2 separate regions of the Oryzias latipes genome follow, and region 1 is linked to region 2. A link is a contact called in public Hi-C data. All regions are on one chromosome and are shown on one strand. The core of a region is the stretch at or near the end of the contact, and the rest is flanking DNA. Distances in the headings are between cores, read along the strand shown. Region 1 holds the start of c6h11orf58 (small acidic protein). Region 2 holds the start of psma1 (proteasome subunit alpha type-1).

What was found. A called contact is a pair of places that touch in the nucleus more often than the background predicts.
Region 1: a contact with region 2 is called in a Hi-C map of embryo, with 2.7 times the contacts expected there. The contact joins the promoter of c6h11orf58 here to the promoter of psma1 in region 2. A contact is called at or near these places in 3 of 5 Hi-C or Micro-C datasets (embryo and fibroblasts).

The regions. Positions count from the first base shown.
Region 1 is chr6:7,894,720-7,900,134 of ASM223467v1, forward strand. It overlaps c6h11orf58 (small acidic protein), which reads left to right and starts at 2,174. Exons shown (of 5, transcript XM_004069394.4): 1 at 2,174-2,330; 2 at 3,017-3,094; 3 at 3,187-3,247; 4 at 3,377-3,486; 5 at 4,480-5,046. The coding sequence starts at 2,277. The coding sequence ends at 4,704.
Region 2 is chr6:7,544,614-7,549,774 of ASM223467v1, forward strand. psma1 (proteasome subunit alpha type-1) reads right to left here and starts at 3,300. Exons shown (of 10, transcript XM_004069392.2): 1 at 3,126-3,300; 2 at 2,242-2,286; 3 at 2,039-2,140; 4 at 1,698-1,801; 5 at 532-620; 6 at 298-368; 7 at 79-208. The coding sequence starts at 3,128.

The DNA.
Region 1 (5,415 bases), core at 924-3,423, 350 kb after region 2:
GCGGAGGTAGTGCTTCCAGATTCCAGTTGGCTTGTCAAGCTACTTTACCTGACCAAGTACCTCGTCTCTGGCTCACCTCTATTACTGCTCCTGCACCTGGCTGTGGATCCTGCTATTGGCTCATCTCACGCCCCCTGTAGTTGTAGAGTTTGATAAGCTAATTCTTCTCTATGAGTTCTGGCATTGCCTGTCTGTCCTGGGGGAGGATCTCTCCTTCATGCAGTCACCCCTGAGGTTTCTTTGTTTTTACCGCGTAGGAGGGTCTATAGGCAGGAATGTCCAGTTTTAGTTTAGTTAGTTTAGAATCTATTGAATTGTGTGTTCATGATCCTTTTGATTTTATGTTTTACCCTACACTTGTCTGCACAAAGCCCATCGAGATGACTGTTGTGATTTTGGGCTATACAAATAAATTGAATTGCAGAATGGCCCACTTTTTATATATCCCTTGGGTTACTGTGTGGCTGGTGGCATTTAACATGGACGGCCGTCATCTGGAGACATTTACACATCGTCCAGTCAGAGCTGCCGCCGCCCTGTGGCCGCCCAGCTGTCACCCAATTTCATCCCTGCCAGACTAATTGATGCCTGATGGCGCCTCTACATTCATGACTACGCCAAAGATTTTTCAAAGATCGGGTGGTTGATTTCCAAGCTAGGCGAACCCAGGTGCTGGAACCCAGAATGAGGACAGGTAAGAATGATTTATTTCTCCAGTGGTAGTCATGATTTTGGCGAGACGTGGTCCGGAGCAGTGGAGGGCTTGTGGCATGGCTGAAGGTACAAACGCGGTCAGTGTAGTCCGAGTGGTCTTCCGGTCCTTCAGGACAGCAAGGTAGTAGGTCCACACTGACGTCACTCGTGGGTAGAATTCCTGAGGCAGGAGAACAGAATTAGAGCCAGAACTAAATGCAAGCCAAAGTATTCTAGAACTAGACGAGACCAGACTAGTCAGCATAATGGGCAACTAACTGGTGTTGGATTGTGGCGTTGGGTCTCCTTTTAAGGCAGCAGAGGGTGATGAGTGGAGTGACGGCAGCTGGTGGCAATCAGGAGCAGAGTGGAGCAGAGCTGGAGGGGGAGGAGTCTGACAGAAGCACCATGACACTTATGGTCAAAAAGTTGAGCATTAAATGAAATTTGCAGCACTTCATGGAGTAAACTGTTATTTTTTTAGATTTGTTAAAAGTGCGGTCTGCAAGGCAGAAGAGGAGCATCATGGAAGTTGGTGTTTCTCCTTTTTTCAAATGCTGTTTGGATGGTCATCAGGATACAGGCCTTGACAAATAACAGCCTGGGGCCAACAACAACGTTAACGTGGCACTGGTTGTCATTTAACCCTTGTGCTATCTGAGATGACCCCACCCTTACAGTGACATGTCAGATGGACGTTTTTGGGTTCAGGATGGCGCAGCATTTAATGATATGATTGACGGTTGGTTTTTTGTACTTTAATTTATGATCTAAAGCAAACGGCTTCAAAGAAGGGCGGGGACTAACATTTCTATAAGGAGAAGCCAAGTTGACATTTTAAAAAAACAAGGAATAAGAAGAATGTAAGGGTACAAGTGTAACAACACGACTTTTTAACAGACTTGGCAGATGGACTGGGGGGGAATTTCAGTTTAATAAAGGAACAAGGAGATTGTATATGTTTGTTTTAACCTACTAAAGAGTCTGCAGCATGAGTAGTGATTCCAGAGCTGAACTTTTCATTAGTTTAAGACCTAATTTGCATTACAAACTTTCCTTTTTAATGTTGGTTAATAGGCTAATGGGCAGTTTGTTTTAAGCCTAAACTTTCTCTTTTTTATGCTTTACCAGTGTCTTTATAGATTTCCTATTTTTTCTATTTTATAAATCTACATTCATTTATGTGATGATTTTTTTAATTACGTCTGGAGTTAATACATCCTTCCAGAAGGTGGCAGCATTGTTTCTTGCAAAGCGAACTCTCACACAATGTTTTTTTTCCATGAAACTTTATTTCACATTTTTCAAATTACAGAAATTCACATTCAGTTGCACAATAAAGAAACAATTGCAAATATCAAACACACATATAAGACCAAACAACAATAATAGTAATAGGCCCTGTATGTGTCATTTTTTTTGATCACACAGTAGTGAGTGACACCCCCCCCCCCAAAGAAAGACAGAGAGAGAGAGAACCGGAAGTGACGTTGAAAAAGAGCGAGTGTTGACAACCCCAGCTAGCTTGTAGTAGGTGGTGGCATGCTTCTCATAAGCCCGTTTAGTAAAAACTGTCCTTCATAATGTCTTCTCCTGTGGACAAACACGGCACAAAACGTCCGGCATCCCCCACTCAAGTGAGTAAAGATATACAAGTCAGAGAAATGCAAACATTACATATTATTGCCCCGCTAGCAAGTTGGCTAACGGTGTTGTTACTTACTACCTCTCATGATCTTCGTCTAAACGTGAACACACGCACACCATAAATGAAAGAAAAGGTCTAACTCTCCCACCACCTTTGTGAAGCTTATTTATTTAGAACTTTATGGTCAAATTCTAGAGAATCAAGTAAATCTGTTGCTTCGTACACTTCAGACTGAATTATTCAAAGTGAGTTTAGGCCCGAGCACTGTTTACCCACTGTTTATTATCTCCCAAAAGCACTTGTTTTTAAAAGTACAAATTATTATAGCTAAGTTGATGTTTTTGTGATTGTTTTAATAAAAGATAATTGGCAGGTTAATGTGATAGTTTATTTCTTTTTTTGTTTTCTGCTGTGACAATAAATGTGATGTGTGCAGTTATAATAGTGGCAAAGAAACATGTTTGGCCTCAATTATCAATACAGTCTGTGTTAGTGGTTAAATTTGTGGTTAAAAATACTAATCAAACCTATTTTCATAATGCTGTATTTTAAGTTACTTTTAAATTTTTGATAGGTTTAGAAAATTGTTGGAACTGTTGCTTAATATAAAAAACTTTGACATTTTATTAGTAACGTGAGCAAAACAAATTAGTTCAAATCTGCGTGTTCCTGCAGGACACCCAGTGGGCTGCTGTAGACCTGGGAAGTGATGAAAGGAAACAAAAGTTTTTACGGCTCATGGGTGCAAGCAAGGTTGGTTTGTATTTTAATACATCATCTTTCTCCTTTTTGGTGACTCATAATCAATGTTCTAAAAGTTTTTCTAACTTTATGTGTCCTATCAGAAAGAGCACACTGGCCGTCTCGTTATCGGTGATCACAAGTCAACGTCGCATTTTCGAAGCGGTGAGCTTTTTCATTTGACAAAATGCAGCTTCGTTTCTGTGAATGTAAACTGATTTTATGCAGCCTCGTTGATGCAGTCAGTGCATCAAACCGGACCTATACCCTGAACAGCTGGTTTCTTTGCTGCAGGGCAAGAAGATAGGAAGATGAACGAGGACCTGGAGATGCAGTATCAGCAGGGCATGGAGGGAAGGGTGACAGGCCGGGACCGGAGACACTGTGGTCTGGGTTTCAGTGAGGTGAAGATGATGGTTCAAAACCACTAAAATTGAAATGCTTAATATGAGCGCTCTGACTTAAAAGACGAAAAATCTGGAGATGTTTGGTGTCAGTTAGCCAATTTTCCACAACGAAGTCCATTGTTTTTGTTTTTCCAAACAAATTTAAGCCATTCCATTTTTCTCTTTGTAACTTTTCGTTGCAGCACATCTCAGAGCAGTCATTGGTCTGAAGGAAAAGAAACTCAGATTTTACTTATCACATCAGAAAGATCTGGCCTTGATCAGTTCCTTAAATAGGTTACATACACTATTGCACAGTGTTATTAAAAAAGCAACAATGCAAAAAAAATGAAGTGTTGTAGCTGTTAGATCACTTTTTAACTAGAATGAGTTTAGTACCTGATCAGCAGCTGTGTAAGTGATAGCTCTCACACACAAAACGCTTTAGAGACGCTGAAAACCTTAGTGGTATTAAAACAAAACCTTTGACTGAATCTAAAAAGAAAAATGTTTTGTAGGAGTTCATTTGATGCCAAATGAAAGCACAATAAGAACAAAGTTTTATTTAATCTTACAGTCAACAAACCTAAATGTTGATCTACTGTCGTTTTGTTCTGCTTTAAATGTCAAAGTAGCTTTAAGTTGTTGTGCTGCAGTTCAAATCATTTTGTAGGTAAGTAGCTCATAAGTGTACATTTATTAAGTAACTTGTAATATGAGGTAAATGTGTTCTTCAATTCTGTCACATACTTAAATATTTTCTGCTGGTGGTGTAACGTTTACCGTTGTAGTTCAATAATAATCTAGTCTTTTCTGTGATGTTTTTCTTATACAGTGTCAACCTTGGTTTGTTTTCCTGTTAAATGCTAATCTAAAGTCTTGCTCAACACAACAGCCTTATCTTGATACGACTTAAATCAATAAGTAGATGTTAAAAAGTTATAGTCAAAAGTTGAACGGTGGACGGATTCATCACTGACACTTTAAGCTTCTTGTATTCTCCTTTTCCAGCCTGAAGCTCAGCCAGAAACTCCAACGTCTACAGCAGTGGACGGTCAGGCCGGAGAAGTTAAGTCACTGAAGTCCACCACGGAAGAGACGCCCAAAGAAAGTCGGGACAAAGATTGTGATCCAACCCAGAAAGAGAAATCTCCAGAACACGGCGTGGCTGACTCAGAATCTACGGCTGAAGAACGGAAACACGAGGTTAAAATGACGTTTGTGAAATCGACGTAGGGCTGGGAGCCAAACAACCAGGAATTAGGTTTTTTTATTCTCAGATGTGGACCGCTTGATGCTTTTCGTTTTGGTGGATTTCCCCTTTTTTTCCTTTTTTTTCTTTTGTGTAGAGTAGGACTCTCAAAGGGGAAATGCATTTCTGTGTGCATGTCTCGACTGAAACAAGCCTCCAATCTAAAATGGTATTTAGCTGTGAGGTGTTGAACATGTTTTAGTTTTGAGTGTCTACATCCGCCCCACAGTCGGTTGGAGAAAGTGGGAGAACTTGCCTTTCAGCATGAGTAGTGTTGTCATGAATTGTTTTTTAATTTTTTAAGAATAAAAGGAGAAAAAAAGTGGGTTTTTTTAGACTTATTTGTTGAAGAAAACAATGAGTGGGGATCTCTGAAAATCAACTGCTGCTGCACAGACATCTGGAAAGCTAAAAGTAGTTCTCCTTAGAATTTAGCATAACCATGAAAATTTACTGAAGGAGCTACACCAACTGTCAAGCATGGCAGTGGAGGGGTGGTGATTGGGGCCTCATGCAGTTAAGTCGTGCAGCAACTGAGTTGACAAAGAAGCGTTCTGCATACGAAATAATTTTATGGGTTTTAATGGGTAAAAGTTGGGTTTTGTGTCAAGAAAATTACTTGAACAACTTCAAACATCCTCTAAAACCCATGAAAGAAGGCAACCTTTGCTAAAATGGAATGACCAGGAGGTCAT
Region 2 (5,161 bases), core at 2,050-4,549:
AATCATCAGAAACTACAGACGTTCTTTAGGTGTTGCATCTGAACATGCTGAAGGAGAGAACTCCAAACTCAAACCTACAGTCAGAAAACTTGTCCATGCACCTCTCCAGGTACGTGCGTGCAGACTGGGAGCGCGCTCCGATGGACATGGCTTTGCAGTCAAAGTAATTTGCTGATGGACAGGTCTGGAAGATGTGAGGTCCCATGTCCTGAGTCAGAAAAGAAAAAACGGTTAGCTTTAGGTTTTTTTTTGTCTGAATGTAGAGAGAAATAAGATTAAAACCATGAGCGTACTCACATCATAGCCAGCAATGAGGAGTCCCACTCCGTAGGGCCTCCTTCCATACCTCTGTGTTGGGATTTGGGTTTCTGTAAACTCAGTCAAGGATCACTGCTGCCGTTTCCATTTCTGGAAGCAATCTAACAGAAAAGACCCAACTCCTGGTTGTCCAACTTAGTTTTACAAACTCAGCTTTTTCTTGTTTCTTGTAACGTAGCTCCTTGAACAGGAGAGTGTATTTTTAGAGGATACTGCTGCCGATTAAAGACACGAGGCGGGATGTGGGGAGAGGCCTGTCGAAGACAAATCTGGAGTCCAAGCACTCCTGACGCATGAAGTTACTGCAAGACAGAAAAGGTTTTGGTCTTCAGACAAAAGGCCGTTCTCAGGTTCGTGCTCAGCACTTGACTGTAGATGCTGCTAATGATGAGGCCAACAGCAAACATTCAGCTGCTTCTTCATCGTTACAGAACAGAGCTCCATACTGCAACGTTTGTTTGTTTCCGGATTCTGTAGTCCGGGCAGAGAATGAGAGCTGCCTGTTGGTTGTTTCTCATTATTAGAGAGGAGAAAAGTGAACTGGGCTCTCATCGGCTCTACAGGCAGTTTCCTGATTGGTTTTTCTGCTAGTCCTGTAAAAACACTGTCACAGTCATCAAGTCCACTAAACGTGAATGCATCAACTAGTTTCTCCAAGCTCTGTTCAAGACATCCGATCTTTAATACTTGAACTATTTTTAAGATGTTAGTCTGCAGATTTGGTGACTGCCTTAATGCATTTATCAAAACATAGGACTGTATCCATGACTACACCCATGTTTCTGGCCTAGTTGGTGGTTTTTAGATGAATAGATTGAAGCTCTATATGACATCAAACCACTTCTCTTTAGCCCCAAACACAACAAAAAGTGTCTATTCATCATTTTCCAAATATGTGTTTCTGCAGCTCATCGCTTCTCCAGTGGATGGATCAAACGCAGAGAACACTGTTCACCAATCCAGGAGCGTAGCTTTAACTTTCATTTTAAATACGACAAAATGTAAAAATGGATGCACTTAAAATGCGTGCAGGCAATGCGCATCTTGGCTGCAGTTTTTGTGCTGGTTGCAAGTAAATACATGCGAATAACATCAGCCAAGGCAATAACCTCAGTTTTGTGTTTGTTCAGCTGAAGTAATTGAGGCACATCCAGTCTTTCATATATTAAATACTTTTACCAAGAGCTTGTAGAGGGCCTTGCTCTCCTGTGATTTCTATATCTGTTTGTCATCTGTGTAACGCCATAAATTAACCAATGTTAGTGTTTAGATGTACAGTTGACACCCATGAAAAGTGACATTTCTCCCCAAACACAAGAAGTTTAACACAAGAAAACATGGAAAAAATGTTCAGGTCCATGGAAGTCGCTGCAACTCACCAGAGCAGCCGAGCGTCCGCCGTCAGTCCAGCAATGGAGATGCCAATGTGGTTATCAACATGAAGGATCTTCTTCTGGTGGGCAGCCAGCTCAGACTGGGCTCTCTGCAGACCAAAAAGGCACAACAGTAATGTGTGGTGTGTTACAGATCTTTAACGACATGTTTTAATTAATAAGAAAGACAGGAAAGTGCCGGCTAGTATGAATATTAATGGGTGTAACCAAACACTGTCATGGAGGTTAAGGCTCAAATAACACTAAAGGAGAGTTGAGCACGTGAAAAGAGCCGTTTCAGCGTAATGGAGGCTGGCAGCAGTTCTAGTCGTGTTGAGTGACGTTACCTTAAGTGCAACCAGGACCGCGTGAGTTCTGGACTTCAGTCCGACGGTTGCAGAACCTTGTTTCACAGCCTCCATGGCATATTCGATCTGATGAATGCGGCCCTGCGTTTGCACCGACAAACCAAACAGTCAAACTACACACAGCCGGACAAAACCAACACACAAACAACAACACACGCTCCAGTAAGTAAAGGGCAGCTTACCTGAGGACTCCATACCGTTACGTCGTTGTCGTACTGATTGCGGAACTAGGAGGGAACACAAACGCGCGTTATGATAATAACACAGCATCCTTCTCATGATCTACAGCCAGGCTTACATAGTTGTCCTGCATTAGTACGGTTAGTGTTCTCGTCTCTAGACTCCAAACCAACTGCACCGTGTTCGCGGTCAGAACGTCTCATAAGGATTGGAAGGACGCGTTTCAATTACTACAGACTGAATAATTAATCAACCTGTTCGTGTCATCCTCAAGAAAAACGATTGAATCCAGCAGTGGATGCAGCAAACCAGCTAGCTACCTGCTGCTTCTACTAATTTAGTTCGGTTCTTATTATCTGTAATAAAATCAAATGATTTAATATGAATATCATCATCATGATACGTGAAATGATCCCAATGGCTGTAACTCCATAACTGACGGACTACGTTGTGTTTTTAAATCTAGAAGAAAGCGAAGAGCTGAAGAAAAACGAAAGTGAAGACATGACTGGACTCCCGATGCTAACTTTTAGCTAGCTGTTAGGATTAGCTTGTTCGCAACAAGGTATTCCAAAAATATTACATTTCTAATCTGCTATTTGCAATGTTTTCTCACTATTAAACCTGTTTTACTTTAACAGTTTAAAGTACTTAACTAACTTCTATTGTTTAGAGTGAGCTAATACTTAAAGCTAATGTTAGCGGCTGTTTTGCTTACTCACAGTGCAGACCAACTTAGCTAAGCTAACTTTAGCATGGAAATATTTTAACAATTTCTTGAGGCTTAAAAAGTAACAGTTTAGGATCGAATGCGTTTTCTTACATTCCTAGAAACGTTTTCTGGTACCGAACGGAGGATTTGTCGTTAAATTTCCCTCACACTTACCATCTCTGCTAAAGTCTCGCTTCCTCCGCCTGCGCCGGGATCTCGATTTAGTTTCCTGGGTTCCTCGGCAGACGGCAGGGAAAAGCAGCAGAAAGCCGATTTCAAACGATCGATGATTTCAATGATCGATGCCTTTGAAGAGCCGAACAGAACCAGCAGAGCTATAGAATAGAGCAGAATAAAATAGAATAGAATAGAATAGAATAGAATAGAATAGAATAGGATTAAAACACAAACAAACAGACTCGTGGTTTAAATGTCAACATAATAAACAAAACACAAGTAATACGTCAGAATTAAAATACTAGTTAGACAATTCTTCTAAACTTTAAAAATATAAAAAAACGTTACTAACCTAATGGCGTCCATACCAGTTAATAGACTAATTAAAAACCATATTATTTAAAATATTGTGTAAGATGCTTAATACTTGGGCAAGACACTGAACCCCCACTGAAATACTTAATATTAATAATTCTTTTCCTTATTTTTTCCCTTTTTTTTCCTTTTAAACATTTTTTGGGGTACAAAAACCATCACTTTAAAAACAATAAACAATAATTTCACAAGAAACAAATTCTATAAAAGTCTTTATGGTCAAATAGTATCTAAAGAGTAAATGTTTTTCTATCAATTTTGATGTTTAATATTTTTAAAACAAGCATGTCTAGTTGTGCAACAGTACTAGGTTAAGCGTGAAACATGCATGTCTTTACCAAAGGAAAAGAAAATCCAAATGTCACTGCACATGCTTCAAACCAAAGATTGATTTCGGCATCTTATTCTGCAATGGTGGTATTTCATAATTTACTATCTGGACCACATGGTTGAGATGTGATTGTGCTAAAGACACTGATTTAATGACAGTTGTATCTGGACATGAAGAAAACTGTTAGTAGTTTTATTGTTCTAAAACTTTAATCAACTAAAACAAAGATAAAAAACAGTGCAGCAAACCTGCAAAAATCTGCAAATAAATAATAAAGTTTTGCATGATTTTATATTGTTTTCAGTCTGAATATTTCACCCTCTGGTGATTTTGTAGGAAGTTTGTGTTCAATTACTTAACGAGCTTTCAGAGCAGACAGGTTAAATTCACATCATTTCCACATCATCCCTGTAGTCTATTTATTTATTTGAAAGCTGATCTCTGAGGTGACCCCTGAAGGGATGTGCTGACAGGCGAACAACAGCAGCAGCATTTGTCATATTTGTGTTATAGTCACCGTTTACCCCGCTGCGGTTTCTTTACACATGAATTTGAAGAAGGAAAGCCGAGAAATGGAGAAAGAGGTTGCATCAACATTTCTTGGTAAAAAGAATCCTAAATAAAGAGTATTGAAGCAAAACAAAACAAAACAATGTTATTAATTCCAACGTCAGGGTTGACTGTTTCTTCATTCAAGTTTGTATTGTGGTAACAACTTTTTGGGGGGATTAATTTATTGATTTTATCTTCTAACATGCAGATACAATTCCAGCAAGGAAATACTGTTTAAATAATAAAAAATAAATAAATAAATAAATAAAAACATTAAATGACATCATAACAATAAAAACGAAAGAATGAAAATATTTCTAACAAAATGTGGGCATGAGTTTATTAAAGCCCACCCCTTTTCCATTTTCCTGCTGTCTTTACACTTCCATTGTAAATAAGTATTTTCCTAAAGTAACAAATAATGGAGGAATTTCTCAAGTGCGTTCATGCAGTTTGTTGAAAGAAACTATAATCCTTTAGCACATTTAGATTTGTGCAAAAACAAATCTGTGTTTGGATAGGCTAAAAAACACAGTTACATCTTAAGGAGTAAGAATTACTCTGAGGATAAAAAAAATTCTACATTACTTAAGTTTGAACATTCTTTTTTATATTTTTCTTTTACTTCAGTCGTTGTTTCCTTTGGCTCAACTATGGTAGTGTCTTCAGATGACCACTAGATGGCAGCAGTCAATTGGAGGTGTTGTTTGCATGCTCCCTGCATTTTTTTTTGGGAAAAATGTAAAGATTTAGTCACAAACTACCATCTGATCTA